Regions from separate parts of the Nothobranchius furzeri genome. Here region 1 is linked to region 2. A link is a contact called in public Micro-C data. All regions are on one chromosome and are shown on one strand. The core of a region is the stretch at or near the end of the contact, and the rest is flanking DNA. Distances in the headings are between cores, read along the strand shown. Region 1 holds the start of LOC107394544 (transmembrane protein 42). Region 2 overlaps LOC107394547 (oxysterol-binding protein-related protein 10).

Region 1 (6,479 bases), core at 2,277-4,776, 92 kb after region 2:
CACCTCCATCCCCAAAGCACAGAGGGAAGGGAGGAAGGTATTCTGGATGAGGTGATTAGCCCTGAGCCATATTGTTTCAAACTGATGGCTCGTGAGTTGATCGAGGCCACTGGTGTTGAGCTGTAAACGATAGTTTGCAAATCCAGTTCTAACTCCAACTCACTACAGAGCAGCCGAGCCAGAGATGTGGCTGATTTCATAAGCCACAGCAGCAGTGCAGCTGACATCATATGGCATTAGCCTATTAAAATGTAGTGCTGAGTTTTAACCAAAAGAAGGCACCAAACTGACAGTTTTAAGTTGAACTAAAATAATGACTACACTTACAACACTGTCAAATACTCATTTATTTGATTTATCAGCAAAAAACATTGATTTTGGGGTAACTTGCTTTTTAAAGGTGAGTTATAAAGAAAAGTAGTAAAAATGATAAATTAAAATGTGGTTACTGCAACCACTTTAAACAACCCTGGAGTTTTTTGCCGGCCGTGATGAAATTACAATTGTCGGTGCTGCAGTATTAGCTCACAGGAGACACAGCACCCCCACACTCACTGATGGTAAGCAGTAGTTACATCCCTCCTTCCTTTGTTTTGAAAGACAACCCGTGCAGCCAGCTGGATATGAAACATCTTCCAGTATAACCTTTCTTCTAAAATAACTGAAACTTTAGGCTCTTGGGATTTTATCACTGTAAAATTCTCACTATATTCTTACATATTGCACCTTTAAGGATGGTTATTGCCTGCCATCTAGTTACACATCCAAGGAATTTTTTTCAGCCAAGACACCAATGATTTTGGGAGCTACTGCCACCTACAGGCCGGGTATGGATTTGAACGCGCTTCACATTGCACTGGATTATTTTTATTTATTTATTTATTTATTTTGCTGAAAACGAGGTGGTGTACACCAATGTTTTTTCCTAGATAGGGAAAGATATTTGGTTTCACAAAAGCCCGGCTATGTGTACTCATGGCCTGTCTCAGTGCAGGCTGTTAGTCTCATGTGTCTCTCTTTGTTGGTTTGTTAAGGACTGGCAACCTGTGCAGAGTTAGCATAGCTGTTAACGAACCTGAAAAGAATGAGTCAAAAGCAATGCAAAATTTCCTTAAATAAATCATTAAAAATGTTCTGTTAACAAAATGAATGAGCATTGAGATTCTTCTCGCAGAGGTGTTTGTTTATTTTATTTTTTTCTAATAATCTTTTTCTACTAAGACTGGAATTTTTAGTAAACAACGGAGGATTTAAAACTTTTAGTCTGTACTTTTAAACTGCCTTTGGAAAGGCAGTGTAACAGGTTAAAGGTCAGAAATGTCATCACACTAATCAACCCACAGTCTGGAAGAGTCTTAAGATCATCGTGGAGAACAAGAGCAAAAAGGAGGGCACAGATATGGGAAGGCAGTGACAGACCTTAAGCTGAAATGTCACGAAAGCTCTCCGTGCATGGGTTCAATTATCGCTCAATTGAGCAGGAGCAGAAGAGTCCTAATTAGTGCTCCGACTTGACACTTGTGTTTGTCACAGGAGCCCTGGGCAGGAAACTCCAAGTGAGGAGATAACAGCTAATAGCGCCACTTGATTTGACGTTTTCTGCTCAGCTCACTCCAGAAAGATAATGGTGTCATAATGTGGAGGGCCGAGGACAAGCACCCCCTTGAAGCAAGCTGACACAATTTGTTTGTCTTCTGGATTGTCGTTGCTTTCCATTTTATTACATCCTTTCAGACATTAGGGGGAAAAATGATTGCAGATAAATTCCTAGAAAAATGTTCCTTTATAACTCTGATTCTAGTTTCCTTTAAAATCTCTTAAAATAAACAAACAGATAAATTGAGGTCTGAATTTTTTCTATGTAGATTGCAACAAACAGACAATATGCATGATTTGTATTATTTCTACAGTAATAGAAGTTATACATCTTGTGTAGCTTGCAGAAACCCCATTACAGGACACCAGCGACATCTACTGGGTGGAAAATACAGCATGACTCTCAGGCAATGGTGGTTGTACAGGGTGGGCCTGTTTATATTTATATGGATGCACCTTAATAAAATGGGAATGGTTGGTGATATTAACGTCCTGGTTGTGGCACTTTAGTATATGTGAGGGGGCAAACTTTTCAAGATGCGTAGTGACCATGGTGGCCATTTCGAAGTTGGCCATCTTGGATCCAACTTTAGTTTTTTTCAATAGGAAGAGAAGAGGGTCATGTGACACATGGGAAAATATTCTATCATATTACAATGTAGCTTAAATAAATGAAATGAAATGAATCTTATTTGACTTTTTAGTAGGACAGAAGACAAGCAAGACAAACACAGATGAATGATTCAGACCAGGTGCACTGCATGGTGGCCCTGTGGTTAGCACTGTTGCCTCGCAGCACGAAGGTCGCAGGTTTGAAACTTGGCTGCGGCCTTTCTGCGTGGAGTTGCGTGTTCTCCCCATGCATGCGTGGGTTTCTTCTGGGTATTCCGGTTTCCCCCACAGATCCCAGCATGCCCTGTAGGTTATAAATTGTAAGTCGCTTTGGATAAAAGCGTCTGCTAAATAAACATAAACATAGGTGCACGATTAAATGTATCTTCTGTTTGTCTCCTGCAGACAGGTAAAAGGAAGTTAGCTTTAATATTTCAGATTTTTTTTAAATCAGTCCAGGAACCATGCAGTTCCAGAGGGAGCCAATCACTCGACTTCATATTCTAGGACAGGAGCATCAAACTCACTGAGGCATTAAGGTTGCCCTCAAAGGGACCTGGAAGATAATGAATGCTATGACATTTCAATAAATAACAGTCGCTGTGTTTGATTATTATTTAACAAATGCTACTGTACATATTGATGTAACAGAAATTATTTTAATTTTTTAGGTTAAGAAACCCACAATATAATCACAATGTCTAAGTTTTACGCAAAATATACCGTCTTAAATATCAACATAGGTATAAACATCAAATGATCAGATTAACATTTTGCTAGTTTGAGCAAAAAACGTGCAATAACCTGGCCTTCCCCCAGAAACGTAACTCAAATAAAAGTACCTTTATTTTTGAAACTTTTTAGAAATTGTAGTGGAGTAAAAGTAAAAATTAATCTCATAAAGTTACTTAAAGTAGCAAAGTATGAGCTCTGTTTTTACTTGTACTTAATTACATCCATCACTGGCTACTGATGTTCCACCAGGTATACAAACCAAATAAAAATGTTTTCATACTTTTAATTTAACTTCAAGTGCAGTTTGTGTTTGATTCAGAGCGTATAAGGCAAAGCGGTTATAGCTTTATTTGTCTTTGTTCCAGGGACCCAACCAGAAGGGGGGAGTGGTGGCCGTGGGTGTTTCAGCTATTTTATTATTAAAATTGCTTTTCGTTGGATGGATTTAGTGCAGAGGCCTTCATGAACATGTTTGGTGTTGACCACTGAACTATTATAACTTAAGATAAAACGTCCCTTTTAAAAGACGGGTTTGGAATGTGAAACTACAATTCCCAGAATGCCACAGCGACTGTGCTGCGTGACTGCCTCCGGACGTGTCACGCAGCACAAGTGCAGGAAAATGCGATCACGCGCACACGCACACATCGGCAGCTCAACACAGGACCGTCCACAGCAGCAGCAAAAATGTAAAATAAATCACGCGGATTAGAGGATAATGTGCGTCGACTGCCGTCTCCATCATGTTCCCGGGAGTCATCTATGCATTACTGGCAGGCTTCCTCGGAGCCGTGGCGTCGTCGTCGGCCAAGCTGTCCCTCGGAGCGGACTACCTGAAGGGAGTCTGTGAAACCGGACTCCGGACGTGGGGAGAGCAGCGGAAATTTCGTCAAGCGGACGAAACTACAGCGTGTGACCGGGTGAGTGAAAGATGAGCACCGTCTCCACGTCTGGGGGGTGAGGTTGCGGATGTTGTCCTCCCCCCGCCGTCCCAATCCCCCCTGACTCCCTCAGCATCAGCATCACAGGAGCTCGTGCGGCGCTCGTGGATGTGTCCGCGTGCTGAAGGACGCCACAGCTCCGTGATGTATCGCGTTACTTTTTTAGTTATAGCGAGTCCGTGCTTATGTGAGCCTCCTTGCTGCCGCAGATTGACAATTAAAGCTTAGAAACAGGTAAGCTTATGATTAATACGCACGAGAAGGGTTGGATGCGTCATAACATTTGAGCTGGTCTGTTTTCAGAGGATGAATTAGAAAAGGATCAACCCTATAGGGTATCCTTCTCTATTAAGGTCACATCAAACTGGGGAACATTATTTCTATTATTATTTTTTTATCTACCAGGAAGTTTTCATAGATTAGCAATCTTCTTGTAAAAGGCAGACATATAGCAGCAAGTTTTAAAACACAGTTAAACCCAGATTACATTAAAAACTGAATCAATACATTTTAAGGAGGTTGTTGGTTAATTCAGCATTAGTATTTAGAAAAAAGAAAAGGGAACACATTAATGCAATTACATTTGTGGTGTCACTTTCTAAATAGTCCAAGACCATGTAAAATTTAAATAAGCATCTTGTCGGTTATGTTTTTAGGAGTTTCATTGACATTTAATGTTTTATGTAACGCTTTTATTTTGAAGTTTTTGTTTAATTTGATGGAGCTGCAGTACATGTAAATGTGGATCATGTAACTCGGAGTAAAATTCAAATGTGTTGTGCAACATTAAAAGTGCATTATGTGAAGAAAGGGTGACACCCTGTGGTTACATTTGGGTACTGCTGTCCATTTTCTAAACTAAATTTGTGACTTCCTCACCGCTGTTCCGTGAGATTCATGGTTATTGCCAGTTATGGATCAGAGCTGGAATATTCTAGATGACGAGCGAAGATGAGTCATACACAGCAAGTCGATAAGTAGATGAATAGCGTAGATTTCCTCTTGACATTGGTGGGGACTTGTAAATCTATTGAAAAATAGCTCTGTCCTCAACCTTCTTCTTTTTATCTTCCATCCTCATATAAACTACTTTTGTAAGACCATTTTGATTAATACAGTCAGACAGGACGTGGTGAACAGCGCTTTTATTGTGACAACCGGAAGCGTGCGGGCTGGTTGTTGGGGAACTTGCCTGCTGTAATGTAAGGTGACAGTGGTGTTGATAAAAGAGCCTCTCGAGTTCATGGCCGTCATCCTCTCTTCATGTGCAGCTTTTGTCATCCTCTCAGGACCCTCGGTTTTACTCGCTTTTGGCCCCATGTGTCATGTCGCGTTGCAAACACACGAGACTTGCAAAGGACCGGAGCAATTTCCGTCAGGCTTTGGCGCTGCTAACAACCAGCGTAGTTTGCCTCACGGGCTTGTTGTTTTTAGCGGAGGCGGTCAAATTATTGGTGGGGACTATTTGGTCATCGCTGGATATTGGTTGGGACATGTCACCCACGTCCATGCCAAATCTACGCCCTGTCACGGTGAACGAGGTGGAGACAGCGGACCATGTGTGGATGAGCTGAGAAGGAGGTAAAAATGCAAGCCTCGGATAAAGTAAAAATGGTTTAATGGCAGGATGGGATGAACAGGAACAACACCAACAAACAACAACAATGATCTGACAAAAGACAGGGGCAAAACAGGTGGTATAAATACAGAGGGCTAATTAGGGAAACATGGGCAGGTTAACGAGGGACAGGTGAGAACAATAAGGGTAATCAAGGCAGGAGAGGAACACAGTCAGGAGGACAGGGGCAGAACGTGACAGTACCCCCCCTTAAGGGCGGATACCAGACACCCACAAGGCCACACAACACAGGAGACTGGGGACTCGAAGACGAGACTTGGACTGGAACGTGGAGACGAGACTTGACAGGAGCAGGCGTGGGACCCAGGCAGAGAACTGCAGGAGCAGGCGTGGGACCCAGGCACAGAACTGCAGGAGCAGGCATGGGACCCAGCAGAGGCTGCAGCAGCATGAGACCTGCAGGCATAAGCCCCACAGCGTGGACCAGGAAGTGGACAATCTGTAGAAGCGACGCCAGAAAACCAGGATCGGCGGCAGGCACTCGACAGCCGGTCAGAGCAGGTGCACGGCACGATTAGCTGGATCTCAGGAAGAGGCTTGGGTGCTGGGAAGCAGAAGAGCGGGGAGACCAGCTCTACCACCCCGGAGAATGATGGCATGCGTAGGGGGTGTAACTCCCTTAAAGCTCAAGGATCCGCGGCTTCCATGACAAAAACGGGACGGGGGCCAAAAGCAGGAGAGGAGAAGGGCTCGACCACCACAGGAAACGAACTGGATGCGCCGAAACCCACCCAGAGGCTTGACCACCCCGGAGAACAGGTAGGATGCGCCAACACCCTGGGCCAGAATCTCCTTCTGCTAAAGGAGAAAAAAGTAAAAAATAAATCCTCCAGGGAGCAGGTGTTAGCTCACCACAGGTCCAGGTTTGGTCAGATCATTCTGTCACGGTGAACGAGGTGGAGACGGCGGACCATGTGTGGATGAGCTGAGCAGGAGGTAAAAATGCAGGCTTCGGA
Region 2 (7,204 bases), core at 3,961-6,460:
ATGCAGTCTTCCTGGAGGGAAACCTGGGAGGAATTTGTCGCCCCCTGCTGGGCAGAAGACACTAAAAGAGGATAATCTGTTTCAAACGGCTAAAGGTGCTACTGTACATACTTTTTCTTCATATGTACATATTTATTTATTTATTCATTTATATCTTTAATTCTAATTATCCTTCTCAAATTTCTATTTTTTATTCTTCTTGTTTTTGTCTTAATCATGTTTTAACGTCCATGTCTTTTTGAGGCACTGAGATTTGATCTGATTGGAGCTATAGAAATAAACTTTATTTACAGTGGGATGCGAATGTTTGGGCCGCCTTGTTAATCTTCACGATTTCCTGCATAAATCGTTCATTTTTATGATAAAAGTTTGAAGTTCAGCATACCAGGAGACACACAGTGATCATTAAGAAGTGAAATAACGTTCATAGGGTTTACCAAAATATGAGCAATAATTGTTTCAACAAAATTAGGAAGAAATTTGGACAGCACAAAAAATAAATTAACTCAGTATTTAGTACATCCTCCTTTTGCAGATATAACAGCCCCTAAATGCTTCCTATAGCTTCCGACTGAGAGTCTGGATTCTGGTTGAAGGTATTTTGGACCGTTCTTCTTTACCAAACATCTTTAGTTCATTCAGGTCTGATGGCTTCCAGCATGGACAGCTCTCTTCAACTCACATCACAGATTTTCAGTAATAATCAGGTCTGGGACTGAGATGAACATTCCAGAACGTTCTACTTGTTCCTCTGCATGAACGCCTTAGTAGATGTTGAGCTGTGATTAGGGTCGTTGTCTTGTTGAGGGAACCAGCCCCGGTGCAGCTTCAGCTTTGTCGCTGAGTCTTGGACATTGGTCTCCAGAATCTGCTGATATCGAGTGTGATCCATGCACCCCTCAACTTTGACAGGATTCCCAGTCCCTGCACTGGCCACACAGCCCACAGCATGATGGAACCACCACCGTGTTTTACTGTAGGTAGAAGGCGTTTTACTTGGAATGCTGTGTTCTTTTTCCTACATGCATAATGCTCCTTGTTATGCCCAATAGCTCAGTTTTAGTTTCATCAGTCCGCATCACCTCATTCCAGAATGAAGCTGGCGTGTCCAAATGTGCTTTAGCAAACCTCAAGCGGCTCTGTTTGTGCTGTGGGTGGAGAAAATGCTTCCTCTGCATCACTCTCACATGCAGCATCTCCTTGTGTAAAGTGTGCTGAATAGTTGAACAATGCAGAGAGACTCCATCTGCAGCAAGATGATGTTGGTCTTTGGTGCTGCTCTGTGAGTGACTGACTGTTCTCACCATTCTTTGCTTCTGTTCATCTGAGATTTTTCTTGGTCTGCCACTTCGAACCTCAACTTGAACTGTACCTGTGATCCTCCATTTCCTCATTATGTTTGTAGAGCTCATTACAGAGCTCATTGTTTTTCACCCCAACAGCAGGAATGTGGATCGTTATGTTGATCTTGGGCCTCTTTCTCCCTACTCAAAACCAGTTGTTACCAGTTTGGGGGGTGAAACTTGATGCTGGCCTTAAATTTGATGCTCACATCAATTCTGTGATCCGGTCCAGTTTCTTTCACCTGAGATGCCTTGCAAAAATCAAGCCCATGCTGTCAAGAGCCCACCTGGAGCGGGTACTGCATGCATTTGTAATTTCTAGGCTTGATTACTGCAGCTCTCTATATGCAGGGTTGTGTCAGTCAACACTGCGTCGCCTACAGGTTGTGCAGAACAGCGCCGCCAGGTTCCTGACTGGGACCAGGAAACGGGACCACATCAGTCCGGTTCTGGCCTCCCTGCACTGGCTTCCGGTTTGCTATCGTTCACACTTCAGACTCCTCGTCTATGTTTATAATTTCTTCCAGGGTGGTGCTCCCCCCTATCTAGCCACGCTCCTGAACAGACATTCCCCATCACGCGCTCTGCGCTCCTCTGACCAAGGCCTGCTCGTTGTCCCTCGTTCTAGGTGTCGTACCCGTGGGGACCGGGCTTTCTCAGTCCTAGCACCGTCACTATGGAACCAGTTGCCACCCTCAGTTAGGCTGTCCCCATCTCTGCCAGTCTTCAAGAGTCGCCTAAAAACCCACCTCCTCCGCTTGGCGTTTCCTGAACATGTTTGAATTTGGCCCTCTTTTATGTTGACTTTATCTCACAGTTTTCATTGGTTCACTTTTTCCCTTGTTTTACACATTTGTATTCTACTAGAATGTTTCACCTTTTTTGTAATTTGTAATCTGTAATTTGAATTGCTTTTATTTTCTGATTTATTCACTTTATTTAACTTTGTACTGTACCATGTTCAGCGCCTTGGGCTTCCTGACAGGGTTGCGGAAGGCGCTTTATAAATAAAGCTTTGATTTGATTTGATTAGAGAGGCGATTGTTGTATGTAGTTGGGTGCTTTTAAAGCTTAATATACTACTCTACACTTTGACCAATGTGATGTGAATTTCCTTATAAATATGGAAATCCAGTCTGATTGGTATTTAATGTTTAACCAGAAGATTTAGGATTCTTTGTTTATTCAGGGATTGTAGAACACTTTGTATTGACTCAAGAAGAGAGTCAGGTTTATAAAAAAGTATGAATTTATTTTCCAAACAATTAAAACACGACAAGTTAACTAATATTACTGTGATGGATGGATCTAGGAGGGTGGAATGTGATGTATGGTAACTATATGTGAATGTGAGGTTATCAGAACTTTCGTATCTAGAAGAACTGAGTTCTGGGTGTCAAAAGAATTGGTTTGCATTAACAATGAAGTTGGTTCTTATCAAAAAGGCATCAGACGCTATCGGTCATGTATACATACCCCAAGTGGAGACTCTCTTTTGGATCTGAGATGTCGGGGGGTCGGGTGGCCCCAAGGTACTGAAGTTCGTAGGAAAACCGCAGTACGACCAGGTCAGTCCAGAGTCGCCTCCAGGTCACGACAGGCTGAAACTAGTTTGCGTCTCGAACGGATTCTTAAGGAATCTTGCTATTAATCATTTCATATAACATTTGTTCTTTCCATGTCCCGATTGATTAACACATAAGCTGAAAACAGACACTCGCATAACAGTCCAGTCCGGCCTAGCTAACCAGGCAGGCTTGACACAGAAGGAGCTTGAGAAGGGAATGGTTTGTTGACAATATGTTATCATGTATTCCGAGCTGCAGAGAAGCCCGGACTCCAGCTGATGGAATGGAAGGATCTGGCAGATTAAAGGCCACAAATGTAGACTCCTGTCTCCATATGTCCAAATACTGAAGGGGTCCAACTGTACATGAAAACTGACCATTTCTGGACATTACATGTTCCTACCTGTGGAAACAGACAGCTGAATTCTCTGAGACAGCTTTCTGGATCCTTCCCTTAAGCTATGATGGTGAACAATCTTTGTTTTAAGAACATGTGAGAGTTGCTCTGAGACCCCCATGCTGCTACTCTTCAGAGGATATGCAGAGGAAGGAAACTTACAATTGGCCCCCTTAAAAATCCTTCCATCCATCCATTTTCATCCGCTTATCCGGAGTCAGGTCGCGGGGGCAGTAAGTCGAGAGGCCCAGACTTCCCTCCCCCCAGCTACTTGGGCCAGCTCCTCCGGGGGAATCCCAAGGCGTTCCCTGGCCAGGTGGGAGACATAGTCCCTCCAGCGTGTCCTGGGTCTACCTTTAGGTCTCCTCCCGGCTGGACGTGCCCGGAAAACCTCACCAGGGAGGCGTCCAGGAGGCATCTTGAACAGATACCCGAGCCACCTCAACTGGCTCCTCTCGATGTGGAGCAGCGAATCTACTCCGAGCCCCTCCCGGATGACCGGACTTCTCACCCTGTCTCTAAGGGAGCCCAGCCACTCTTCTGAGAAAACTCATTTCAGCCGCTTGTATCCGCGATCTTGTTCTTTCGGTCACTACCCAAAGCTCGTGACCATAGGTGAGGGTAGGAACGTAGATTGACCGGTAAATCGAGAGCTTCGCCTTCTGACTCAGCTCTCTCTTCACCACGACAGACCGGTACAACGCCCACATCACTGCAGATGCAGCACCAATCCACCTATCGATCTCACGCTCCAGTTTTCCCTCACTCGTGAACAAGACGCCGAGATACTTAAACTCCTCCACTTGGGGCAGGACCTCATCCCTGACCCGGAGAAGGCATTCTACCCTTTTCCGAATCAAGACCATGGTCTCAGATTTAGAGGAGCCGATTCTCATCCCAGCCGCTTCACACTCGGCTGCAAACCGCTCCAGTGAAAGCTGAAGATCACGTTCTGATGAAGCCAACAGGACCACATCATCAGCAAAAAGCAGAGACCTGATCCTCAGGCCACCAAAAAGGATGCCCTCCACACCTTGGCTGCACCTAGAAATCATGTCCATAACGGTTATGAACAGAATCTGTGACAAAGGGAAGCCTTGGCGGAGTCCAACTCTCACTGGGAACGAGCCCGACTTTCTGCCGGCCCCCTTAAATATTCTCTCATAATTAGATTCACTGTGTGTGGAGGTCAAGGGTCACTGGGCTTACCAAACCAATTCTGAGTTCCAATTATTAGTTCTAAATGTTTTGGGACCAATAAAATGAGCTCAGTGCCCACATGTATGCACCTGCCTAATTTTGTTTAAACTAAACACACTTTCTGTAAATCCTATAAACTTCATTTCACTTCTCAATTATGGACTTCTCCTTTATGATATGTTTACCTGAAAGTTTAGTCATAACAACTAACGATTTATACAGGAAAATCATGAGGATTAACAAGGCTCCCCAAACCTTCACATCCCTCTGTAGAGGCAGCTGATTTCAGACCAACCCAGTAAGTACATTCACGTGGCTCAATGCATCTGCAACATTCTGACAGATTTCTGCAAGCAGCAGCAATTTCCTCTTCACTTCCACCCGGAGTCACGCGTCGGATTCCCCTCCTGTTGGCTGCAAACGGAGCCTGAATGCAAATGGCCACAGCGGTGTTTCATAACTCACACGTGAAGCCTTTTATCATCCAGGATAATGGGCTTCTGTATTTATGCTGCTACTTACAAACAACCAAAGTGATCTAAAACTGACCTTGATCTGTAGAGTTCCTTTATGGAAGCAGCAGAGGAAAAAGCTGTGCGAAAAACGTCTTTAAAATTATTAACATTGATGTATTGGAACTCTGGGATGTAATCCCATACTTCCTGACCCAGAATGCTGCAGTACGTCTCTCCACCACAAGATGGCAAACTCGCCTTTCCTTAAAATCTTCCACACTTGATGTGAATTATTCCAATACTTCTGCTCAGATTTAGATATTTGTAACCGTTGGTATCAGTATGCTAATGCAAATTTAACAAAGTTAGCTAGATTGTTTCCCAAATTTATGTTTTCTGGAATCCCTTTGCTGTAATTTACCCACATCAACAACAAACTCTAGTCTTTCCTGTTGCCGTTTGATGTAGTTAGCTAAAAGTGAAGCTAACGCTAGCCCGTTCATGCAGCAGTATTTCATGTCGTTCAGACAGAAAGCTCACGTTTCTACTCGTTTCTCAGCCCACAACGAGTAGAAAAGCTCCCTCTTTCTGCCTCCGGTCATTTATTTTGTGGTTAGCTTGACAGGACTGTCAGCTCATTATGGGATGTGACGCGAGCGTTCAACGGGACTCTGGTAATTAGTTTAACCTTTTGACAAAAAGGATGTTAGGAGCAGGCGTGGTGGTGAAAGGGAAGATTTATCAACCATTAATCTTCCTCCTGTTCAGCAGACAGGATGACAAACGAGGATATATTTGATTCCCGTCAGGAAAACTCAAAAGAAAAATGAATGTGTACTTATATTTGGTTACATTTATATCCAAAACAAAAGAGTTTTGAATAAAATGCATCAAGATTTCAACCCGAGGACGACTTCTGTGGATTCTTGAAGAATTTTTGCTTCTCCTGCGACAAAGTTAGGATGTAAAATATCTTTAAGAATGAACAAATTTCCTGTTTTTGATTCAGCTTGTTAAGATCATCTGGTCTGGATGACGAGTCTCTGTTTATTTAGCAGAAATCAATTATTTAGAAAAAGGACGGTGTATGGCATATTGACAGATTTCCATAGTGATGAATACGTCTCAGTGCTTGTTGCTGTGATCCGTCCTACGACGGCTCAAAACTTGGTATATTAGTATTAACAGTTTTAAGAAAAGGAGATTAGCACAACAGTACTGTCTCCTGCTCTGATCTACACAACAAGCCTGAGTCACCTGCCGTTACTTCCTGCTGATGTGTCCAGACGGCCCTTTCTGCTGTAGCCAGAAAGGAGTCTCTGAAGACCTCCCGGGACCAGCTCAGCACCACCTCCATGCCGTGTGACCCACTTATTTGACAGCAGCTCTGTTGAAACTTTCAGAGGAGATGAGAGCTTCTCTTTCCGAGTGTGAACGCGAGAGACCGAAGGAGAGGAGGGGCAGAGATCCTGACTGCATCAACATTGGAAACGTAGCAAAGTCATTTCAGAGGAAGCAATGGTGAGAAAATGTGTTTGTTTGCCATATTTGACGAATTTTAGGGATGTTAGGGTTGCAGGAAACAACTTTGAAAGAGAGCCATCAGTGCACGATCTTTCCTTTGGAGAGTCCTTCCTTCAAGTTTATTAAACAGAAATTAAAATCATCCAATGGGAAGCAAAGCACAAGCAGCCAACCCTTGTTGATGCACTCTGGCATTTAATGGTGGGACCAGGGCTAACAAAGTGAGTTAAAGGGAATATTACATGGCGATTGTTCTTAAAGGTAATGCGGACATACTTTTCTTCTGGGTGGATCATTGGTCTGCATAACTGTCAATCATTCTGGTGAAGGCCGTCATGCGTGCTCGCTCTTCACTCCCGGGTTAGTTTTCACGTGTTTATTTTCGTTCTACATCTCCGTTCTCAGAGTTCTTTTGAAAATGGCTGAGAGTCGCAAGAAATAAGTGTCCACGCCTACGATAAGAAGGGAAAGGCACCCGAAGTGGGAAATAATACCAGATGTAATTTGGGAGACTCTTTTAGAGAAGGTTGGGCTCTCCACAGACACCTCTGTCACCAGTTTGCTGCTCGACAGGTAAGCTAAACCTGGTATGCTATTTGGAGAAATGCATTTCAGATGACCACTAGAAGTGGCGAGCGTAAGGCCGGCAGCTACTTGTAAACTGAGCGTGCACGGTAGAGTGGTGCATATTTTTCCGAGAGGGCGGTTCTTTCCTGA

Evidence for each region. A called contact is a pair of places that touch in the nucleus more often than the background predicts.
Region 1: a contact with region 2 is called in a Micro-C map of tail fin, with 16 times the contacts expected there. The contact joins the promoter of LOC107394544 here to the enhancer-like site in region 2. A contact is called at or near these places in 2 of 2 Hi-C or Micro-C datasets (skeletal muscle and tail fin).

Annotation. Positions count from the first base shown.
Region 1 is chr19:8,153,819-8,160,297 of NfurGRZ-RIMD1, forward strand. LOC107394544 (transmembrane protein 42) reads left to right here and starts at 3,527. Exons shown (of 3, transcript XM_015973518.3): 1 at 3,527-3,863. The coding sequence starts at 3,687.
Region 2 is chr19:8,060,456-8,067,659 of NfurGRZ-RIMD1, forward strand. The region is part of intron 6 of LOC107394547 (oxysterol-binding protein-related protein 10); the gene reads right to left. Among protein-coding and RNA genes, the nearest start is that of LOC107394547, 80 kb to the right of the region's middle. Within about 2 kb of position 5,211, at least 1 of the 3 cell types and tissues checked has an H3K27ac peak or open chromatin away from gene starts, as enhancers often do. A contact at or near this core is called in tail fin, where this site is marked.